Regions from separate parts of the Mus musculus genome. Here regions 1, 2 and 3 are each linked to region 4. Evidence: chromatin contacts called from public promoter capture Hi-C data. All regions are on one chromosome and are shown on one strand. Each heading gives the region's core, a stretch centred on a gene start, on an enhancer-like site or on the middle of the called end of the contact. The rest is flanking DNA. Distances are from core to core; before and after follow the strand shown. Region 1 overlaps Mctp1 (multiple C2 domains, transmembrane 1). Region 2 overlaps Mctp1 (multiple C2 domains, transmembrane 1). Region 3 overlaps Mctp1 (multiple C2 domains, transmembrane 1). Region 4 holds the start of Fam172a (family with sequence similarity 172, member A).

The links. Promoter capture Hi-C pulls out the DNA fragments that hold promoters and counts their contacts.
Region 1: a contact with region 4 is called in a promoter capture Hi-C map of the HPC-7 cell line, with 7 times the contacts expected there. The contact joins the enhancer-like site here to the promoter of Fam172a in region 4. A contact is called at or near these places in 9 of 39 promoter capture datasets (the 3T3-L1 cell line, the C10 cell line, the HPC-7 cell line and 4 more).
Region 2: a promoter capture Hi-C map of hippocampal neurons shows a contact between it and region 4, with 3 times the contacts expected there. The contact joins the enhancer-like site here to the promoter of Fam172a in region 4. A contact is called at or near these places in 5 of 39 promoter capture datasets (the C10 cell line, cranial neural crest, hippocampal neurons and 2 more).
Region 3: a contact with region 4 is called in a promoter capture Hi-C map of second pharyngeal arch cranial neural crest, with 4 times the contacts expected there. The contact joins the enhancer-like site here to the promoter of Fam172a in region 4. A contact is called at or near these places in 8 of 39 promoter capture datasets (the C10 cell line, the HPC-7 cell line, cranial neural crest and 5 more) and 1 of 115 datasets of contacts at active chromatin or transcription factors (astrocytes).

Annotation. Positions count from the first base shown.
Region 1 is chr13:76,925,955-76,931,488 of GRCm38.p6, forward strand. The region is part of intron 17 of Mctp1 (multiple C2 domains, transmembrane 1); the gene reads left to right. Among named protein-coding and RNA genes, the nearest start is that of Slf1, 210 kb to the right of the region's middle. Within about 2 kb of position 4,252, at least 3 of the 459 cell types and tissues checked have an H3K27ac peak or open chromatin away from gene starts, as enhancers often do.
Region 2 is chr13:76,757,855-76,763,204 of GRCm38.p6, forward strand. Mctp1 (multiple C2 domains, transmembrane 1) reads left to right here. Exons shown (of 21, transcript NM_030174.3): 8 at 1,836-1,966. Among named protein-coding and RNA genes, the nearest start is that of Gm24519, 160 kb to the left of the region's middle. Within about 2 kb of position 2,482, at least 8 of the 459 cell types and tissues checked have an H3K27ac peak or open chromatin away from gene starts, as enhancers often do.
Region 3 is chr13:76,799,336-76,804,997 of GRCm38.p6, forward strand. Mctp1 (multiple C2 domains, transmembrane 1) reads left to right here. Exons shown (of 21, transcript NM_030174.3): 9 at 2,024-2,210. Among named protein-coding and RNA genes, the nearest start is that of Gm24519, 200 kb to the left of the region's middle. Within about 2 kb of position 2,921, at least 46 of the 459 cell types and tissues checked have an H3K27ac peak or open chromatin away from gene starts, as enhancers often do. A contact at or near this core is called in second pharyngeal arch cranial neural crest, where this site is marked.
Region 4 is chr13:77,706,081-77,711,220 of GRCm38.p6, forward strand. It overlaps Fam172a (family with sequence similarity 172, member A), which reads left to right and starts at 2,610. Exons shown (of 10, transcript NM_001163419.1): 1 at 2,610-2,773.

The sequences.
Region 1 (5,534 bases), core at 3,002-5,501, 780 kb before region 4:
CAAAAGAACATGTTTATGATATACTTGGGCAGACATTTAAATAGCCCTGGGCTCACTGTCCTGCCTAGCTCTGTAATGGTGCATGCCTCCTTCATCAGGAAAAAGTCCTTTGAAGAAACTTGAATTTCACTGCTAGTTGGCGTGGGGATGGGAACCACAGTAAACAGCGGCTCGTTTCTAGGTTGTTTAGGTTGGTGGTTCCTTGAGGAAAGGGAGGAATTAGCATGATCTTGTACCACCACAACAGTGGCTAAGTTTTGGAGAACAGCTATCTCCAACAAGCAGGATAGGAACTCTCTGACACTGTAGTCTCAGGGCATTTATAGATCTAAAACTTAATATATCTTCAGATGAGACCAGGAGGAAGGGGAAAAAATATGAACTACTTGCACTTTATTTGGTATACATAACCAAATTTTGATCTCCACCCAAAACTGACCACTGTTACATAAAGAAATGATGTTTTTGAGGGAAGAAAAACAGAGCATCTTAGTTTATGCCCTTGACCTTTGATTCCATAAAAGATGTGCAGTTATATCTGGGATAAGAATTTGTGTTGGAAGCAAGCACTGCAAGTGTCAAAAGTGAAAAAGAGTCACACTGAATACTTTACCTCATGAACGATCATTGCTTGCTGACTAATGTTTGATGCTTGCAGGAGAAGGAAAACACACATGCTTATACCCTGCTTCACTCTCATGCTGCTGAGAGTGATTTTGCATTGATAGAGCTTTTATGTGAAAATTTTCTCCTGTACATTCATTCATCAGCATCATGATCAAAATGAAGCTAACAAAATCTCTTGTCTGTTAACACACACACACACAGAGAGAGGGGGGGGAAGAGAGAGGGAGGGAGGGAGAGAGAGAGAGAGGGAGGGAGAGAGGGAGGGAGGGAGGGAGGGAGGGAGAGAGAGAGAGAGAGAGAGAGAGAGAGAGAGAGAGAGAGAGAGAGAGAGAGAGAGAGAGAGAGAGAGAGAGAGGAGTGCTTGGTTTTAAAGTTAAAAAACATGAACACACACCCCTGGCAATAACTGGCCTGATTTATTGTTAAGGTCAGTTGGAGAGCTGTGGAGAGCCTGTACTTTAACTCACCATGCCAGCTCTGAATCATCAACTTCTCTGTTGATAAAGACTGAGCTGCCATCCACTTATGGCCATTCTCCCTTGCTTGTTGCTGCTTTATTATTAAAGCCACCATAAAGACCCATCCCAGCAGCAGGCGTTTCCCTAGAAATGCTAATAAATAGAAACTGCAGTGAAGTCTACTGCTTTCATCTCTCCTTGCTGAAAGCCAACCCTATATATTTTTAGACAGTTTGTTGGTGTTGTATGTCTTTCCCTTTCCTTGTTCATTTTTTAAATAGAGAAGGTAGGTGTAGTCAACAAGCAGACATCCCTAGTTAACCAGTTATCAAAATACAGATGACTGAACATGTCTGGATAAAAGTACCAACTCTCAGGCACTGTGTATACAGTGAACTAGAGGTTGGCTATCTGCAATTGACACCCTTGTTCTCACACCTTTTCAGATCTAGTTATCAAAGTAGACTGAAAGTGAGGGCTTCATTTACTGTGTAAATTCAAATGAATTTGTCTGTAGCTGATATAGACAAGTAGTGTGTTTTCACTATGAGCTGGTTGTTATTTATAACCCAGCTCTTTATTTGAATGGGTGGGGTCCTCTTCCCCCCCCTTTTATCACCATAATGAAATTGATAGCATGACCATTGTGTCTGAACCTGAAATATCAATTGTAGTTATTTGCAATAGACTTCTAAGTTCTCTTAGAGAAGGCATCTTGAAATTTATAACCTTTATTTGTTAAGAGAAAAGTAGAAGAATGGATTTTGCAAGCATCCATTCACTACCTCCTGTGCCCACTGCTTGGTTCTCACAGCAGTAAGCACTGTTAGTTTAGCTATCAGTGGGAGAAAAGTCAGTTCCTATTGTAAAATTTTCATTGGTTCCTTCACTTAAAGTTTGTGTATTGAGTCATGCATAAAGGAATTTCATGAGAAAACAATTGTGTTTTTTTACCATATGAACAAGTACTGGCCCATAGCACTCATTAGTTCTGTGTTTTCTCATATGGCATAATAGTCAGGTCAGGTCAGTGGGTCCTCTTACAGGATAAAAGTAAAGAAATTAATAAATGTGCCAAAGCCTCACTTTAATTGAACCTGAAGCATATGTTGCAAGTATGTAAAATATGTCCCAGATGTTTCACCGGAGCCAGTGTCTTGCTTTTCCTGATTACCACAAGGCAGCTATTAGTCCTCTAACCTTTGGACTTGGGGGTAAATGGGGTATTACGTGGCACAGTGTGAGCACATGCTTCTCATTCAGCAGAGACCCCTGGCAGGCTTCGCTTCAGCCCGGGCACATGCTTTCACTTATCAGATTGTTGAGTGATTATGAAAAGTGTCTTTCTTTAGAACAGCATTGACATTAGTCCCTCACAATGAAAGGGCAAGTCGTTGGCTACTTGACAAGATCCTATGAGCATACACTGAAGTCCTTTATTTCATTTGAGCATGTAGTATTTTCCCTCAGCATACTTGCACACGTAGAGAAGATATAGCTCAAAGAAGTGGAAACCCATAAAGATATATTACGTGAAGTAATGTTTAATTACTTGACATAATAGCTTTGCAATGGTTTTTCTTTAGTGTTGGCTTTAGTATCAGGAAAGACATTGATAAAAATAGGTAGAAGCTCAGCTGTAATTCACTTGGATCACCAAATTTTGAAGCTTTTCCAGTTATGCCTTTTAAGTTTTTGTTGTTGTACTAGCTTTTTATTAAAAAGTTCTTCCATATTTAGTAGAGAGTTATGGTCACAGACTAACCCTTCATTATAAAGTCCATTGTCTCCATTGGCTCAAATCTATATTTAAATGCCTCTCTCTTAACCCAGTTCCAATGGTTTTCACAAATGCAGAAGATAATCAGTTTTCAATGGTGACATTGGCATATGAATCACTCCCTTCCAATATTTTCACATAGCTGCATGGTGTTAGAGCACTGTTGAACTGTATTGGGGACAACATCATTTTCTGAATTAACCATCAGACATACTACAGTTCTTTATCCATAGAACATTCTTCCAACCCTCAACCACAATGCTCCAGTCTGATATGTTTTTTTAACCTAACACCAATTCCTTTCCCTAATAGACTATAAGCAAAATGAAGTTTAACTAAATTTTCTAGGTGTTGCTATCAGCAAGCATATAATAGTGTTCACACCACACCATATAAATCATAAAGTGACCCATCTGCATAATCCAGATATCTAATTAACGAAGAGCAATCCTCTTTTGTACTTTAAAAAGTTTCAGCATGCTTCCCACAGTGTGCCCTATACTGGTAATAAGATTCAGGCGTGGTGTCAAAAAGCAGAAGTCAATGTGCTGAGTTTCCGCAGGAAAAGCATGAATTCAAATGCATTACATTCTAGTAATGTTTATTGATAAAAGATAGGAAAGAGTTCAGGCATTTATGCCTACACAGCTTCTCCCTTTTCTTCAGCTGTTTTGTCATGGCTCCTTGTTTCCAGATAGTTAGATGCAATGAATGAAACATATTTGAGTCTCTTCAGCGTGTACAGATTGTTGCTTTAATTCTTGAAATCTGAATCTTCTGGTTTGATCCTCCAACTCAAACATGTGTACACTGTACCCAAGATTCATACATCTCTGCTTCTTAAACCAGCAGTGAGGGAGGAAAGAAAGAGATAGCTCTAAATGATATGAGAGGAGATTTTAATCTGACAAAATTGCATTTTCCAGTTACATTCAGTGAAATAACTGCATGGTGAGGAAGCCAATCGAGGCTGTAGAGAAAGGCAGAATGAGAGGAAACAAGAAAATTCTCTGATTTAAGAAATTTAAGAAATCCTAAATCACATTCAACTGGGATACTATTGTAATCCTTTATTCATTTTCTGTTTCTGTATAACTTAGTACCACAAACTTTAAGGCATAAAACAATTTGTGGTTGTTGTGTTGTTGTAATAGAATTACAGGCATAGTCAGCTGGCTGCCCTGCTCAGAGTCAGACTCCTAGGGAACAGGCAGACTGAGTTATTATCTGCAGGATTTAGGAAAGAATCCACTTCAGTGGATGATTCAGCCTGTTGGTAGAATCAGTTCCTTACAGCTGTACTACTGAAATCCGTGCCTTCTTGATTTTTCTTTCTGCTCCTACTACTGAGCTGTCTTTAAATGCACCAATGAGAATCTCCCTCACCTTGCTTTACAGCCTTTCCCAGGAAAGAGACAGTATTAAAGGTACAGTTACAGATTAGCTCAGATTCATTCCCTCCTTTAGTCCTTACCTAGAACAACGAGAGATATATTGTTACAGCTTGCCCTTATTTAGTTTCAGACCTCTTCACTGATGTAGCATTGATGCTCTTTCCCACTGCCCTGGCAGAGCTGGGAGCGGTTGGTTGGGAGGGACACAGTATGTGGATATGGGAGGGTAGGTGAAACAAGACAAAACATGCTCTTCAGGCCAAATCCATGAAGTATGGGTTTGAGTACCTCACAGCATAAGGGAATGACTATAACAGATAAAATATCTGTGAACACTTTACCTTAAAGGAGTAAGATTATCTATCCTCAGGATTTGAGTAGACTCCATATAATCACAAGGGCCCTTAAAAGTGGAAGAGACCATTGGAGCAATGGCGGGAGGCAGCTACTTGTACAGCTGTGGCCAAGCTCAGGGCTCAAGGCCTTCACAGCAAGAAGAAAGCTGTGGTTGGAACAGCTGGAGCATTTGAGGATTGAGTTTCCCCAGCTGTTTGACAGGTGGCATGGGATCCACGCTCTTCTAAAGCCAAGCTGTGTGCCAGCCTCTGTTCTCAGTGCCACTGAGAACACTTGAAAGAAGACTTGAAAGCCTGTTTTACAGGGAAGGAAGTGCAGGCTCTGGATCTACAACCAAACAGCACCCTGTGGTGCAGACTGGGCCAGCAGGAGGAGACTCTGTGGACCAACAAACAACTGCAGAGAAACAAGTCCTTCCCCCTGGGAAATAAGTGGCCAAGACCTGAGTATTGAATCAATAAAACACATATTGACTGTGGCAGGGCAGAGCACTTCTGTGGCTGCCTTTGAGCATGAGAAGGGAACTACAGGCCAAGAAAATGTAGGCAGCCTGTAGAAGCTGCTGTGAGAAGCACAGGGACCATGCCCCAGCGTCTTGCCTACAGCTTGATTTTTGACCCATGAGACCCATTTTGGACGTTTGAACTACAGAAATATAAGGCAATAAATTTGTTTTCAGCTACTAAGCTTATGATAATGCATTATGGCAGCTATTACAGCTCCCTCCAACTGTGTTTTCACTACTTCGGTAAGAATACTATATTGTAAAGCAATAAATGTAAGTTTCTAGCTTTTCTTTATTGACTTGATCAATGAGACTATTCAGTTCTTTATTCAATATGGAAAAGAGAAAGAATAAAAAAAAACACCATTTTTAACCAAATTTCCTTAAGTTTTATTTCAGAAAAAAAATTATTC
Region 2 (5,350 bases), core at 1,232-3,731, 950 kb before region 4:
AATGCTTCTGTTGCTATGAGGCATGAACAATAGCAATGCAGAAATAGAGCTAAAATTATCCCTACCTAAGTAAGTTATTGAAGAGATTAAATAAATGTATAATAGGCATAGAAAGGGCTTAGATGACTGCTGTTATCCTAAGTGCCCTGTAAGTGTTAAAAACAGAAGGAGGAAGATCAGTGGCTGTAGTAATATTTGTAAAGTAACAATTTTTCTTAGTAGTAATATATTAAGTAATAGTAGAACGTTATAAAGCTATATAAACGTTTTATTTATAACGTTTATAAAGCTAATGAGAATGACAAAGACTTACTGTCCAGGACTACATCTTGTTATGTGTAATTTTGACAGCTTTGGCCTTTACAGACGGGTTGGGATGAGTGCTCCATCATCCTGAAATAATAAAGATCACATTCTTTTTTTGTAAAAAAAAGAAAATTCTTGCCTTTAGTGGACTCATCTGCATAGATTTGGGGGGGTGTCAACACCCTGTCTTATTTCCTTCTAGCACAGAAAGTCTTCATCAGTACTTAATTCAGAGTATACAAAACCGACTCATTAACGGACAGTGGTGTTTGGTAGCCTTACGGAAGCCCACACGGAAATTTTAGATATAACTTTTAACTGGAAGAAAAGTATATGGAAAAGAGAATCCTAATATCAAACACTAAAAAGTTAATCTGTTTAGGAACAGATTTAAAAAACTGTTCCATGTTTCAAAATGCCGAAGGAGTTCATCTAAGCTGCAAAGGACATTTGAATTATCACAGCACCCATCTATGTCTGTCACCAGGAGCTTAAGAACGAATTTTAAAACACCTAGTATTTCCAAACATAGGTATCTATGGCCACTTCTGTTTTCTCTTGACACAATTTGCATGTTATACTATGCTTAGTTTTATAATTCTCCTCTTTAGATATGAAATATGAACCCCACTATGGGCACATGTCTCTATTTGATCTTCCTGTCCATGATATATTGTAGATTAAATTCAGATTATGAACTTTAAACTTGTGATTCATTTGCATTCCCTTGCATATACATACATCATTGCTTTCAAACTTTTCACATATAAATATCTGTCAGCCATATACTAAAGAGAGGAAAGGCCACTATATTTGACCTTTTAAAAAAGGAATGACAAAGAAACAAAATGAGTTCAGCCTAACCAAATGCTAAATGGAATATTTAGCACATTAATGTAGGTAAATTAGTTTACTAGTTTACTAGATATCTTCTCTGAATTCTTGAAATCACAAAATTTCAGTCTTAAGGTCCTGTTGTTTATGCAACATGAAGAGCACACATATGTGCCATTTCCCTGTATGTGGAGTGGAATAGCACAGCAACATTAAATACTAAAGACAAAGTGTGCTGAGCTGCCCCAAATCTACTTACTTCCACTCCCACACAGCCCACTGTCTGCTTTTCATGCACTTTAGTCATCCAGGGGCATGAGGAGTAAGGAGAAACAGGAACTCTGGGTATTTCCGTTTTCTTTTATTACAAGATAACTAACTATGTGTTCTTCCTTCAGACAGAAACTGTGACTGAATAACTGTCAGTATCCAAATGAGTTATTTCAAGGACAGGCTACCTTGCCTTTGAATTTCATTTTTTTGTGTATGTTGTGTAAGACAATCAAGGACTTACTTTTGATTTTACTGGACACATCTATAACAACAAAGCAACAAAGATGGTTTACTGACTGAAATACATGTACACACCCGAAGTTTTGGTTGAATGAACTACCGCCCTTAAGACTTTCTACCTTGTCTCAAATTGATTCTTAAATACTGCTATTAATAATACAATATTTTTTTTTGCTTTCCAGATTATGCCCAAAACTTTGAACCCTCAGTGGAGGGAGCAATTTGATTTCCATCTCTATGAAGAAAGAGGTGGGATCATGGACATCACTGCCTGGGACAAAGATGCTGGGAAAAGAGATGACTTTATTGGAAGGTTTGTGCAAACTGCTGTTTCATTTACCTTAGACATGGCAAGGTTTTGTAGAAAGAATGTTTTCTTTAAATTTGGTTGTTGCCAGTGATGTTTACAGTTTCGAAGGAAGGAACCTTCTTTTTTTTTTTCTAGAATTTTTTTTATGTTTGCTAGGGTGTGGATTCCATGACAGAAACCCCTTCTTCCTCACCAACTGCAGAGGGCAAGTCAAAGGAAGGGCCAGGGTATGCTTCCCAGCAGATTTACTGCCCGTGTTGGGTACAGAACAGCCTATTTCAAAAACAACCACACCCATAACTGTTTTTAATGCTGCTCAAGATGTAGACGGTTTTGGAACAAGGGGGAAATAAGACAATCACCAGCTACAATCATTACAGCACTCGCCTAGAAATGAAAAGCATAGATTCTAAGAATGACCAGCAGGTGGCAGGTTTGCCTCATTGATGGACAGGCAAGTTCAAATTGATAGCCAGAAATTTTCTCCAGATGTCAGATTTGTTGTGCACAAAGTTATGGGAGTTGGGAAAGAGGAATTTCATCTGACATGAGACACTTAGAAGAACAAAGAACACATTCAAGGCTGGAAAATGACCTGCGATAATGTTTGTTTTCTCAAAGCATATTGTGAGCATAAAATGCTTTATTTCCTATAACTCCCTACGATGTTCTTTGGAATCCCTTAGGAGTTCATGAATCTGTAAAGAGTACCAGAATTTTTAAAAAGAAAGAACACAAGTGAGGCAGATCCATGTTAATCTGATAACACAGCAAAATATATTCTGAGGCTCTGTGACATTTCTCTACAGCGTTAAGGTTATTTGTGTTGACCACTTGAATGATAGGAATTGTGTTCTGATTACAAAGCCTACTTTTATATTTTTTGACAGTTACATATGTGTATTGCAACAAAATGGGTGGAAACATGCATTGAAAAACAGCATGGTATGTGGAGGGTTTTGTTGTTTTAAAGAATCTTTCTTCGACATTTTTTCAAAGACATTCCAAGCCACTGAATTTACAATCCAAAGAGAATTCTTTTTAATTGTAAATTCTCAGAGTAAAGGGAATTTTAGTCAAAGTAAAAACAGGAACCCAACCCAACATACTACACTCTTCATTTTTATTTAAATGATTCTGACAAACCTATTTAAGAAATAGTTTTCACCTTATGCTTGTAAAATGGAAGACGATCTTTGTTGCACGGTGCCCTTCAGAAAAATATGACTGTCAGAGTTTACTCAAAGTTATTTTGTTCTCTTTGGAGCTTCCCACCAGCTTAAGTCATAGTGTATATCTGCAAGTCTCAGACTCACTCCACTGTGGCTGTATCTCTGACTGTAGCTCTCTCCTTGGGAAGTTAGAATTTAGCTGCTACATGAACACTCACTGCTTTTCGTAGTTTACAGAAACAGTTCCTGTCTTGGGAGTCAGATAATAACAGTGGAACCTGCTCATTCACTTCTTTCCAGAATGAAGGGGGCGGGGCTCTGGAGCCCACTGGCTCCTGCTCTAGCTACCGCCTCCATGAGGTTCTTCTTTTCCGTTTTGATTTCATAGTGACAAGTTATTGTTTATGCATTTCTTTCTTTGGGAAAAATTTCCAACTTTGAATATTGTCAAGTGTCACAGGCCATGCTATGCAGTCCTTCCCCTTCCTTCTCGATGGAAACAGGCTTGGCAGAGAAGAGGCCAAAGCTCCCTCACCCCACCTTGCTTGGGCTTGGGCTATTCTGTTTTGTTTTTGTTTTTGTTTTGTTGTTGTTGGTTTGGGGTTTTTGTTTTGTTTGTTTGTTTGTTTGTTTTGGCTGTTTCTTTTCAATGCGGGGGTCACATATTTTTGAAAGATTATTTTATAAATGAAAACTCAATACTAAGGCTAGTTTGATCATGATAAAAGCAAGTCAGACTATCAATTAAAGAAGTGGATTCACACCTGGGGTGATGTAGCATAAATGTTTTAGCAGTGAAAACTTCTTCCCTCCATTCTTATGGGAATTCATGAGTTCAGGCTTCTGCCCCAAAAGCTGCTTCCATCAGGCCATCTGTAACCCCCAAGCCATGTAGCCCACTGGCCACTTCACTTTGCCCAGCAGAAGAGAAGGAACTAGCTGATGGCTTCCATACCTTGAGACATTTTTCACCTGACTCCCAAGATACTGTATTTTCTCCTGCTCTGGATACTCCTTTGCATTTTCTGTCCTTATCCCTCTCCAACCATTGTTCTAGATCAAATGCATCAGAATTCATCCCTCAGGATTTCTCTGCCAGCACTTGCTCCTCCAGTGAGTATATTGTTTTGCTTCATGTGCTTCCTGCACCACCTACAGTCTGAGAACTATCAAGATGCTAGTCACTCTGGATAGTTTTAGCTCCAGATTCTCATAGACAACTTACTACTATTACTATTTGAGCAATTAAGATGTTGCTTCAATCTAGACACGCTGAGTTCGCCCCTGACTCCCAATGCCTGAAATCTCTTCTTTCAAGGTTTTCATTTGTTCTTTGCTAGTACTGAAAATACCAGAGTGACATTTTTCTCTTTTTTTCCCCTCACATTCATCAAACACAGCAGCAGTCCAGTCTTTCATCCAGGCTGCAGCCATGAGCCTCACTTCTTGAAGAATCTATATGTATTCCTGTATCATCAGGGTGTGAGAGATCCTTCAGCATATGGATCTTTGGGAGTCCTCATCAGCCCTGTCACTGCACCTCCAGGCTGACCGCCACCTGCTTCCATGCAGACTGTGGCAGCAGCCACGCCATTCTACTCTTCTCCTCATCTCACAGTCTGCTCCAATGTAGTAACCAACATTTGAGCCTGCTCCTGCCCCCTCCATGGAAGCTGGGCTAACTCTACCCTTAGCACTTCTTGTATAAATCACTTAAGCTCTATGATTTGAAATCCATTTGCTAAGTTCTTTACTACAGGGCTCCTGAAGGGCTGCCTTAGCTACCTAAACCTTCAGGTTCTTAGAATCCATAGCTGGGGTTACTTATAGTATGCTCAGACAGAACAAGGTTGTTGAACTTGGACCAAACCCTTCCTTCTGACCATTTTCCTTTTGCTCCTGGACTTCAATGTGGGTTTGTTTTTTCTTACCTCACTCTTCCATATCTTCCTTGTCATTATTGTTGTTAGCTGTTTTGTAAAGGCTCAAAGAGCGGTAGAGATTACTGCAACTTCAGTGAGATATGGGTTATAAAGAACATTTAAAATTTTAATATATTTGTATTCATGTTATATGATGCAGTTTATGTTTGTGCATATGCCACAGCACACATGTCAAATTCAGAGGACAACACTGTGGGTTCTGTTCTCTTCTTCAATCTTTACATGTGTTTCAGGGATTGAAACTGGGTCCCTAGGTGCACAACAAATACTTT
Region 3 (5,662 bases), core at 1,671-4,170, 910 kb before region 4:
CAAACTGCAGGAATTGCACATCCTTACTACCTACTGGGATAAGTAGAGCGAGTGGCCTAGCAACAGGCAGATTTGGTGGCATTCACTAATGAATGTCTGTCCTGTATTAAAAATTATTACATTTAAAATTAAACTTTTATTTGCCACAAAACAAACAAACAAACAAACACACACACATACACACACACACACACACACACACACACACACACACACACACACACTAAATCTATGGGTCTGATTCCATCTGAAAGTTGCCACTATACAATTTATCTTGAGATTATATTTTCAGCAGATTATCTTGAGAGCACTTTCCCCAACTCTTAAAGAGAGGAAGAGTAATCTTCATGCAGTATGTGCATGGCTGTAAGCTTGGAAGGGAACTGTGTGGAAGGCTTGTTGGTCCCATGCCTTCCTTTCTGTGTGTGGCAAGGCAACATCCCTTACAAGACTACAGAAGGACAGGCCTGGGAAGTACATGTGGGGGACAAAAAAAGTAAACTGAATAAAAGAGCCTTCTTGGTCCCAAGAGTGCTCAGCCAACATTCTGTCCTGATCACAGTCCCCATTCAGTTACCTAGTGTCTACTCCTGACCCAAGCCAGAGAGTTGTTCACATTCAGTAAAGCACTGTGGGCCAGGCAGTGTGCCCAGTGCTGGAAAGATCACGAAAATTGTTTTCTTTTCTCCTTTTGATTGCTTTTTTTGAGTGATTATTATTCATTGGTGTATTTTAGCTTTCAAGTTACTCTGGATGTTATTGAGAACTTCATTCTAATTGCAATTAGAATGTTAGATAAGGCATTTGATATGTTCGGGGTTTTTATTTTATTTTATTTTACCATTAAGGAGAATTAGTGATATTACTTTGAACTGAATGCTGTATTATCAGGATCAGTGAGGTTCCTGGTACCTATTCTAGCATCGAGAAGCTGTCTTGCCAGAAGTGTTACAAACTAATTACAAACTCTCTTAATAATAACATTTAGCACATACTAGACCACAAGGTATGTGCTAAATTAATGTCATTGTTAATGTTGTGCACACAAAACACTGAATGTCAGACTTTGATTCATGTTTTAAAATCTTGTAAGAGACACATTTGAATTCAGGTACAATCTCTGAAGACTTTAAATAGTTGCTGGAGTAAAGAATGAAAAGAAATAAGAATTTAATTTTAGCTCTTCCTGATAGGAATTCATATAGTTTATGATATGTTGATAACATTTATTTTGATAATTGGCTATTTCTTAATTTTAATACATTTTTTGGTATGTGTCACAGTATATGTGTTAAAGGATAATTTGTAGAAATTGGTTTACTCCATCATGTGGGTCCCAGAGTTTGAACTCAGATGTCCAAGCTTAGCAGCCAGCAACTTCACCCACTGAGCAATCTTACCAGCCCTGTTTTTTGCCTGAAATGTTTTTTCCTCTGTCATCCCCCATTCTCTCAGGTTAGTAGGCTTATAGTTACTATATTACCTGCCTCCTCAAAATCAATTGACATGTTTATGAAAAGAATGCAAGGTATTTTAACTTGAAGACTGGCACATACATCATGTCTTCCCACATTATGCTACCCTGGGAGGACATAAATTTAGTGAGTGTACTGTGAGGATGATTTGCGAAATGTAAAACTTTACCTCTTTATACTAAATGTTCTATTTACTTTTCAATGACACTTATGAATTGGGAGAAGGATCAGTCATAATGGAAATAGTGGCATAGAAATTCAGGATTTTGGTAGTTTGCTTCAGCTTGCATTGGTCCAAGTACTTCCACCAATTCATGAATCGTGTATCAGAGGATATAATATTCCAACTTCCTAAGTCTGTATATTACAGGAAATAAGGTAACAGCTTTATTGCCAAGGCCAGAATTTTGTGAAGAAAATCAGTTGATTTTCTTTTACTGGCTCAGATAGTATTTCTATCGCTTTATTTTTCACAGGACTCCAACATACCCATTTCTGTTTGATGTGGTGAAAACTGCCACTTGCTAATTCAAAACATTTGTTTCTAGGTGCCAGGTTGACCTGTCTTCCCTCAGTAGGGAGCAAACTCACAAGCTGGAGTTACATCTGGAAGAGGGTGAGGGCCACCTGGTTCTGCTTGTCACTCTGACAGCCTCGGCCACAGTCTGTATCTCTGACCTCTCTGTCAATTCCATGGAGGACCAGAAGGAGCGGGAAGAGATATTAAAGAGATATGTACGTATGAATGATCTTCCTTCCAAATCCAGTGTGACTATATGAGGACGTAAACAGTGGACAGAGACTGACAAGGATATTTCAGAGGAAGTGTTTGAGGGGTAAAAGACAGACTCATGCAGATACCATGTAGCTCTGCAGGAGCTACAGTGGGCATTGCCCATTGATGTCTATAGCCTGGTCATCTTCAAAACCCATTGCAAAGCATATTCTGGATTTTTATCGTGTGTGTGTGTGTGTGTGTGTGTGTGTGTGTGTGTGTGTGTATAAAACTTTCCATAAAGGAAACTCAAATTTATATATCATTTTAATGTTACTCCTTGGTTCTATGTAATTGCAAAGAAGACTTGTCTTTCTAAATCTAAAATGAGGTTACTGCATACTGAGAGGTTGGGACCTGAACAATATCCACAAGTGATGTTTACGAGAAAACCTAATTTCACCTCTTCAACTTAAAAAGTCACCGTAAAATGCAATTAAAAGGTAGCCTCCTTCCCACTGATTGAGGGTGGGATGGAAGAGTAGAATAGAGAGCCAATAAATAATCACCCTTCTCAAATCTTATCTCCTTCAAAGAGTCAGTCCAGTCTTCTATTTCCCAGCAACTTTCAGGATACCTTTTCCTCCGTGTAGTTGTCCTGAATGAACAGAGAGGGGAGCTCTTGCTCCACCATTGTCTCTCAATGAAGGCTTGGTACCCATGAAGCTAGGGGAAAGCTTTTCCACTTAAAATCACAAAGCTTGTATTGTACAGCACTGCCAGGTGTTTAGACAGCTCCTCTAGACACTCAGCCATGAAACCAAGCTCTGACTAACAAAGAATGGCTTTTTAAAAAATATTCCTATTTGCTGACTGACATCCTTTCAATAACTGAATTTAATAAAGATGTACCTTATCAGGCTGTGCAGATAACATGAAGTGCTGGTGCTAATGCTCTACAATATTCTTCAAACAGATTAGCAGGATGTCCGCCTCAGCAAATTTATTCTGGCTATCTCCACTGAATCAGCTGTCTGCTAATGCTTGTACAACTCATCCACCAATAGTATTATCATAAACGGCTTAATAGAGAGAGGTGACTTAGCAGGGCTAAAGAGTGTATATTTTTAAACCACCTAAGCACCTAAGTTTTTGTGTAGTATCTTCTAATATAGAATTGCAATTATGGAAACAATTTCACATTTTGATACCCTACTAAAATATATTCTTTATTTTTTGGGAAATGAGCCATCTGAATTAAAACTACTGTGAAGGAATTAATTGTTATCTTAACATGAAAATTCATCTGGGCATTTTCAGTCTGTGGTTACTGGATCACTATTTTGATACCGTCCATGTATGAAAATGATAGTGCTCTCTGCATAATTAGAAGTAATCTACCTATTGTTGATTATTTTGTTGTTGTTGAATAGATTTACTTTAAACAGCTATTTCTATTTCCATTCCATTAATAAATATTCCGTTATTTAAAAGCTAAATCATGTTTAAATATGCGTTGTTGTAACCCTGGATTTCAGGCACAGGTCTTCCTTTTTCCCTCTAGAGACATACTTGCCAAGAAGCGGTAATGCAGAAGAGCGCATGCGCTATATTAGTGTTAACTCACCGCACTGCAAGGACAAAGAGCAACGTCTTGGCGGTTTTAAAGGATTTTATACTTTATGTATTATGAAATGAATGGATTTTATACTGGGTTTAAAATATCCCTTGTTTTGAAGAAACATATAGAGGAAGCAACTTGTTAGTGGATTATCCCAGCGTTTCTTCTTCTAAAATACATGCGCATGCTGTGTGTGTGTGTGTGTGTGTGTGTGTGTGTGTGTGTGTGTGTGTGTGTGTGTGTGTGTGTGTGTGTACTCGTGTGTGCATATTTAAAGTTGAGGTTAAACTTAAGAATTTGACTTCGTTTAGATTTGGTACTGGTCAGGGTAGAGAAAGTAATGAATTGCCCCGCTCTGATATTAAACAGCTCTAGAGAATCTTGTCACTGCTCAACAGGGAAACCCCACGAATTAACCAGACATTCCTGTGTGAGCTACTATTTGATCAGCACATTCTGAAAAGGTGGCTAATTCCATTTTCTTGTTCTTTTCGCCTTTGCAGGGAGGGGAAGAGGGAAGGTCAATAGGGGCGGGTAGTAATGGGTAGTAGTCCAAGAGCTGCTGTTTGACCTTTTTAGAACGGGTTTGCTGAACCCCTGCTCCTCCTTGTCACAGTTTAAAAACCAGAGGAGCTGGTTTAGAGAAGAAGTTGTTAGCATTCCATTTTTATTATGACATTTCACAGTCATCTGATTTAATGTCCCTTGACCGGATTGTCCACCGTGAGACGCTGGGCTTGAAATGTTATTTAGAGCATTGATAAAAGGTGAGCGGCTCTAAGATGACAGCAAGTCATAAGGCTGGTGCTGTGACATTAATTTTCTCCATAACAGAGATGGAATAAGACGTCATGGTGACAAGCTGTCAATCAGCTCTGGCCCCTCAGAGCATCTCTGTGCCATAGGATGGGGTATTGCCTCTCCTGTAATAGAGCTGAACCACGATGCTCTCTCTGACAGCTGCTGCAGCCATAGAGAAAATATATTATACAGCCTTTCATTAAAAAAATAAAGAGGCTCCTCTCCAGAGCATTTCAATCTTTTCCCATCTATTGAGGGCTGAAAGGATTCACAGCAAATCATGGATTCCTCTGCTATGGAAATTTCTAGCTTCAAAAACCACACAGGTTTTGAGACCTCCTAAAATATCTATAAATAACTATGTGGGAATAACCCTTGATAAAGCTTTTCATAAAATTAATTTTTAAACTAATATTATTTGCTTTTTCTTTGAGTTTTTATTATAATCTATGTGTCACTGGTCTAAACAATAGAAATTTCAATAAATTGTCAAATGTCAGGTGACTGGGAGAATGAATCATTCAGACTCTAATCAGCCCTCCCTCTAAATGTGAACCTGGGGCTCAGAACTGAAACCCTAGTTCAGTGTGGCTGTGGCTGTCCCCTCAGCATCCCAGAGCGAAATGACTCTGACTGATAATATTTGTTTTAGTCACAATGAAATTTGGTTTCAATCACTCCTGGAAAAATTAAAGTGCCAAACCCTTTCCATCAAACTTTTCCCCGTCATTAGGGGAGAATTCCTACCAGGTTTAATGTATTGAGTGAGCTCTGAGATAAGACCCTGGGCCAATTTTATCAGTGCTGTGGGACATAGCATTACCTGGAAACATCAGAACCATACATAGCCCTGCTACCTAAGGTCCCCATTGATAAACATTTGATTTGTAGGGATTTAAAAAGAGACACAAGTGCATTTAAACTAAATCCAACCAAATGAGCCTTTTAAATAAAATTTTGGTGATAAACAGTTGTTTATAGCAGAGATTAAGAGGTAATCTTTGTATTGAGTACTGTTTTAGAAAATCATGCTGTGAGATACACATTTAT
Region 4 (5,140 bases), core at 1,360-3,859:
GCACTGGTCCCCAGTGAAGGAGCTAGAGAAAAGTACTCAAGGAGCTGAAGGGGGTTGCAGCTCCATATGAGGAACATCAATATGAACTAACCGGTACCCCCAGAGCTTCATGGTCTAAACTACCAAACAAAGAAAACACATTGTGGGACTAATGGCTATTGCTGCATATGTAGCTGAGGATGGCCTAGTAGGTCATCAATGGGAGGAGAGGCCCTAGGTCCTGTGGAGGTTTTATGCCCCAGTATAGGGGAATGCCAGGGCCAGGAATGGGAGTGGGTGGGTTGGGGAGCTGGGTTAGGAGGTAAGGGGTAGGGTGTTTTCAGTGGGGAAACTAGCAAAGGGGCTAACATTTGAAATGTAAATAAAGAAAATACCTAATAAAAATGTGAGAAAAATAAATAAATAAAAAAGTAGAGAAACTAGAAGCAATCCTACTAAAATCAGGGGGCAAGACAATGTTGCCCACTCTTTCCCTATCTATTCAATACAGTATTTGAAGTTCTAGCTAGAGCAATTAGACAACAAGTGGAGATAAAAGGGATACAAATTGGAAAGAAAGAAGTCAACGTATCATTATTTGCAGATGATATGATAGTATTCATAAGCAACCCCCAAAATTCCACCAGATACCTCCTACAACTGACAAGCAACTTCAACAAGGTGGAAGGATATAAAATTAACTCAAAAATATCAGTAGCTTTCCTTTATATAAATGATAAAAATGCTTATAAGAAATTTGGGAAACAACACATTACACAATAGCCATAAATCATATAAAATATCGTGGTGTAACTTTTACTAAGCAAGTGAAAGATCTATATGACAAGAACTTCAAATTCCTTAAGAAAGCAACCAAAGAAGACTTAGAAGATGGAAAGATCTCCTATGCTCATGGATTGGTTTGATGAACATAGTAAAAATGGCCATCTTACCAAAAGCAATCTACAGATTTAATGCAATTCTCACCACAATTTCAACACCATTCTTCACAGACATGGAGACAGCAATTATCAACTTCATATGGACAAACAAAAACTTCAGGATAGCCAAAACACTTCTCAACAATAAAATATCTTATGGGGAATTGCCATCCCTGATTTCAAGCTGTAAATAGTTTCAATGTATGCTTTATTGTGACATTGACTGAAGAAGCAGTAGTTACATATTTTGTCCAATGTTTCTCCTCAAGGTTAGACAAGGATTATCCATTTATAGGAGGTTTGATTTTTGTATGTATTTGTGTGTGCCTGTGTGAGCTTATGTTAGCCACTTGTGTATATAACTCACCAAAGGCCAGAGGGCATTGGATTCTCTGGAACTGAAGTTGTAGGCATTTGTTGAGCCCAGCCCAGGTTCTCTGGAAGAACAGTAAGTGCTCTTAACATGTGAACTCTCCCTTGAGCCCCCTCAGGTTTATTTTTAATGAGCTTGTTTATTTTGGTCATTCTATCAAAATGAAAATGTTATGTTGCTTTTCATGATTTAAAAAACCCTGTTTGAAACACAAAATTCAAGTTGCTTACTGTAATCAAAGCTTTTCTTCAGTTGTAAGTTCTACCCTACAAGCCACTTGAGCTGCAGCCTGAAATGAAACCCTAAACTTTGTAATGTTATGGGCTCCACCCAGGCATTCTTGGCTTATTTCAGTAAGTTATGTTTTTCCTCAGGAACACCCTGTTACATTTTTCTCCATCCATACATGTCCTTACTGCCCTCATGACTTCCCATTAAGTTTCTCCAAATAGTGCAATGAATAGATATTAATTTATTCAAATGATGTTTATTGTATATTTTGTGACAGGCATCTTGTCCTGGTTGAGGATACTTAAAAGGCAAGATAAAATCACTGTTTTCATCCAGTTGACATTTTAGTGGGTAAGAGCACACTGCCAATAAATTGCATCACTCTTTGTTCTGAAGGAAGCAGGAGTTGAGTTTAAGAGATACAAATTATGGGAGTGAGGTACAATATACTTTCAAGAATTCTGGAACTCCCTGTCTGGTAATATAACAAATATAGGTTTGCTAGCTACCAGCCTTTCCTCACAGTTACCGAGGTGTCAGTCATAGCTTCGTGTCTTTAGTAAATGCTTTGACCTTAATTGGCAAAATAATGGTTTTGGGATTAAAAAACAGAGAAAACATCAGAATACCATATAAAATATTAAAATCATTTGTGTCTATTGCTCACCACTATTCTACCCTAAAGAGAAGGATTTTTAGACCTTTTTTGGATAAACAGAACACCAACATACTTCTCATTTGAGTTAGCTCTCAATAGGATATTAGGGTTAACTTCCTGTCTTAATTTTGTGATAAATACAATTTTTCAAACATAGGTCTCAACTTGAATATCAAGGGTGGGGTGAATTTACATGAACCATGGACGGACATGGGGAATTCGCTTAAGGCCAGCATCACAGAGAATATTGAAATTCCTCTTTCAGAACGAGGCTTTAGGATAGTTTAGAATAGCAGCGTACGACAGGGACATGCCACAACAACGCACACCACACACACACTGCCCTCTGAGCCTCAGGAACAGATGTAGAGGTTCGCTCCGCCCATTTCCGGGTTCTTGGCGCCGCGGCCGTCGCATGCGTAATGACGTTTAAATTCCCTGCAGACCCGGAAGTGCAATCGAACTTGGTCGGGGCGCGGATCTTGAGAGAGAAAGTCCGAGCCAGGGCGCAAGGGAGTTCGCCCAGAGATCTGGAAGGCCACGCCTCCTCGCACCTACCCTCTCAGCATTGCAGCTGGGGACAGAGCTCAGGTAGGACTGCGCTGGCCACCTCTGCCAGCCGCCGCAGGGGCGAGACCCCGAGGGGCTGGCCTGGATGGGACTCGGGCGGGATGCTGGCGCCGGGATCCTGACTGTCAGAAGCCACGCGTCCTCTCTGGGTCACTTCTCTTACCTATGTGCAAGATCTTGCAAAAGGGCTGCCTCACCTGCCTTGTCCACTCTCCAGGCAGGAGGAACACGTGTGACCTGGGGTGGCTAGCCTGAGTCTGAGTCCCTGAAGCTCTGGTTTTCACCAGATACCTTAGATAGAGGAAGAGACCCTCCACTTACAGTATTGCAGTTGTCTGGTTGAAGTTGTTTTTAGTTGTTTGTTTTCATGCAAAGATTGTCAACCACCAAAGCTGTGGCATGCATTAATAGCAAACATTGAAGTGTGCTTATAAAATGCCCTCAAAAACTTGTATCATGTGTAGTTAGTAGGATGTGTACATTTGTCTGTAAGTTTCTTATTTCTGAAGTAGACCACATCACGTGCTTCTCATTTTCCCAAAGTGTCTGTCTTTGGAGTCAAGTAACTTCTGCCTAAGAGTGTTTGGGCTATATTTAAGAGACAATTCGTACTGTCCATTCTCCCCAAATTCTCAAAAAAGCTGCATTGAAAAAGTTCTGTGGCCTGGACCAGTTACTGCCTTGTTTTGAAATAGCTCCATTGTGGTGGTGCTCTTAAAGCTCATGGTTGGTCTTGTCTTAAAGCACTGTCAAAGTATTCTGTTTCTCCTTATTCTTTTTCCTTTCTTGTGAGGGACAGATACCCCTTTTCATTCTCAGACTAAGTCAGAGCAGGCTAAATTCGGGTTTCAATGTCATTGCACTGGTATGCACTGGTATGGTGCATTTTGTAAGCTTTCCTACTTTTAAACTCGGAGTCTGGTCCCTTAACCTGTCAAAGAGATGAGAACCGAAGGGCTGCCTGGAATGGCTTTTTGGCCGAGACTACAGCTGCACTTGTACATAGAGAACAGAATCCAGGCCAGGAGGGAAATAGAATTTATAAAGCTTCGAGCATTGATCTAGTCATTCATCTATTTGTATTGACTAGCCGCTAACAGTATGTCTGATAATGTGCTGTGTTCGGCGAAGATAGTAGTGAACAATACAGAAAGTTCTGGACTGGTGGTGGGTGGAGATCAATCCTCATGCAGATGCATAAACAGGAGTGAGAAAGGTAGCGAGGAAAAAACGAAGCAAGTGGAGGAGAGAAGGGGCTGTTGAGTACAGATCCAAATTAAGTGAGGAACTGGATTCCACAGTTATGGGGGGTATGGTGTAGTTGAGTACAAAGGCTCTAAGGTTGAAATACATTTGTTATCACTGGAGTAATAAAGATATAGGGCTTAGTAGTCTGGAGAAGGCGTATTCAGTGACTTGTTACATTTATGATAGTTTGTGCTTATTGATCACCAACTTAGTTAGCTTTGGGAGGAGAATCTAGGGTCAGTACACATGTAAAGGTACTTCCATGCTCAATAAAGAGCAACATTTAGTCAGTTAATGTCATGTATGTTGCCCTTTGTTTTTGTTAGATTGGATTTGCCCAATAGTGTCAGTATTTAGTGAATATGTCTCTCCTCTGTACCAAATTTACTTTTCATTTTCTTTATCATTATAGTAAAATGTACCTAATAAAATATTTTAGTTGGGCAGTAGGAGGCATCTCTGACAACAACAACAACAACAACAACAAGAAAAACAACAACAATTTCAAGACTTCAGTAATGCAAATGATGTTCATGTTGTTGAATAGCTATCATTGCTGTTTGTCTTCAGTACTTTCTCATTTTCCTGGATGAACTCTGTAACATATTAAATACTATCTCCTCATTGCTAACTCTCTTAAGCCCCTGGCAACAATGGAGCTTCTTTCTGTGTCTATGACTCTGACTATTGTGGACATATCATATGAGTGTACTCACACAGCATTCGTTCTTTTGTGACTGGCTTATTTAACTTAGGACAATGTCCCTACGTTTCAATTGTTATCGCATATGTCAGAATGCCCTTCCTTTAAAAGCTGAATATAATAATCACTGTATAAATGTATCAGTTTTTATGTATTTGTTTACCTGTGGATGCTTGAATTGTTTACTTTTTTGGCTACTACTGTAAATGATACAGCTGTGTGCACAAACATCTGTTTACCTTACTTTCATTTCTCTTGGTTATATATCCTTAAATGAAGCTGATTAAATGAAAATTTGGAATAGTTTACATCTTGAATGCTCATCTTTTATGGTTACGTCCTCAGAGAAGTGCTACGGGGAAGAATCAGGTCGTGCTCAGAGGTTTCCATTCGGTCTTGCTTACAGGTTTTCATCATCGAAGGCATGCCCTTGAGGA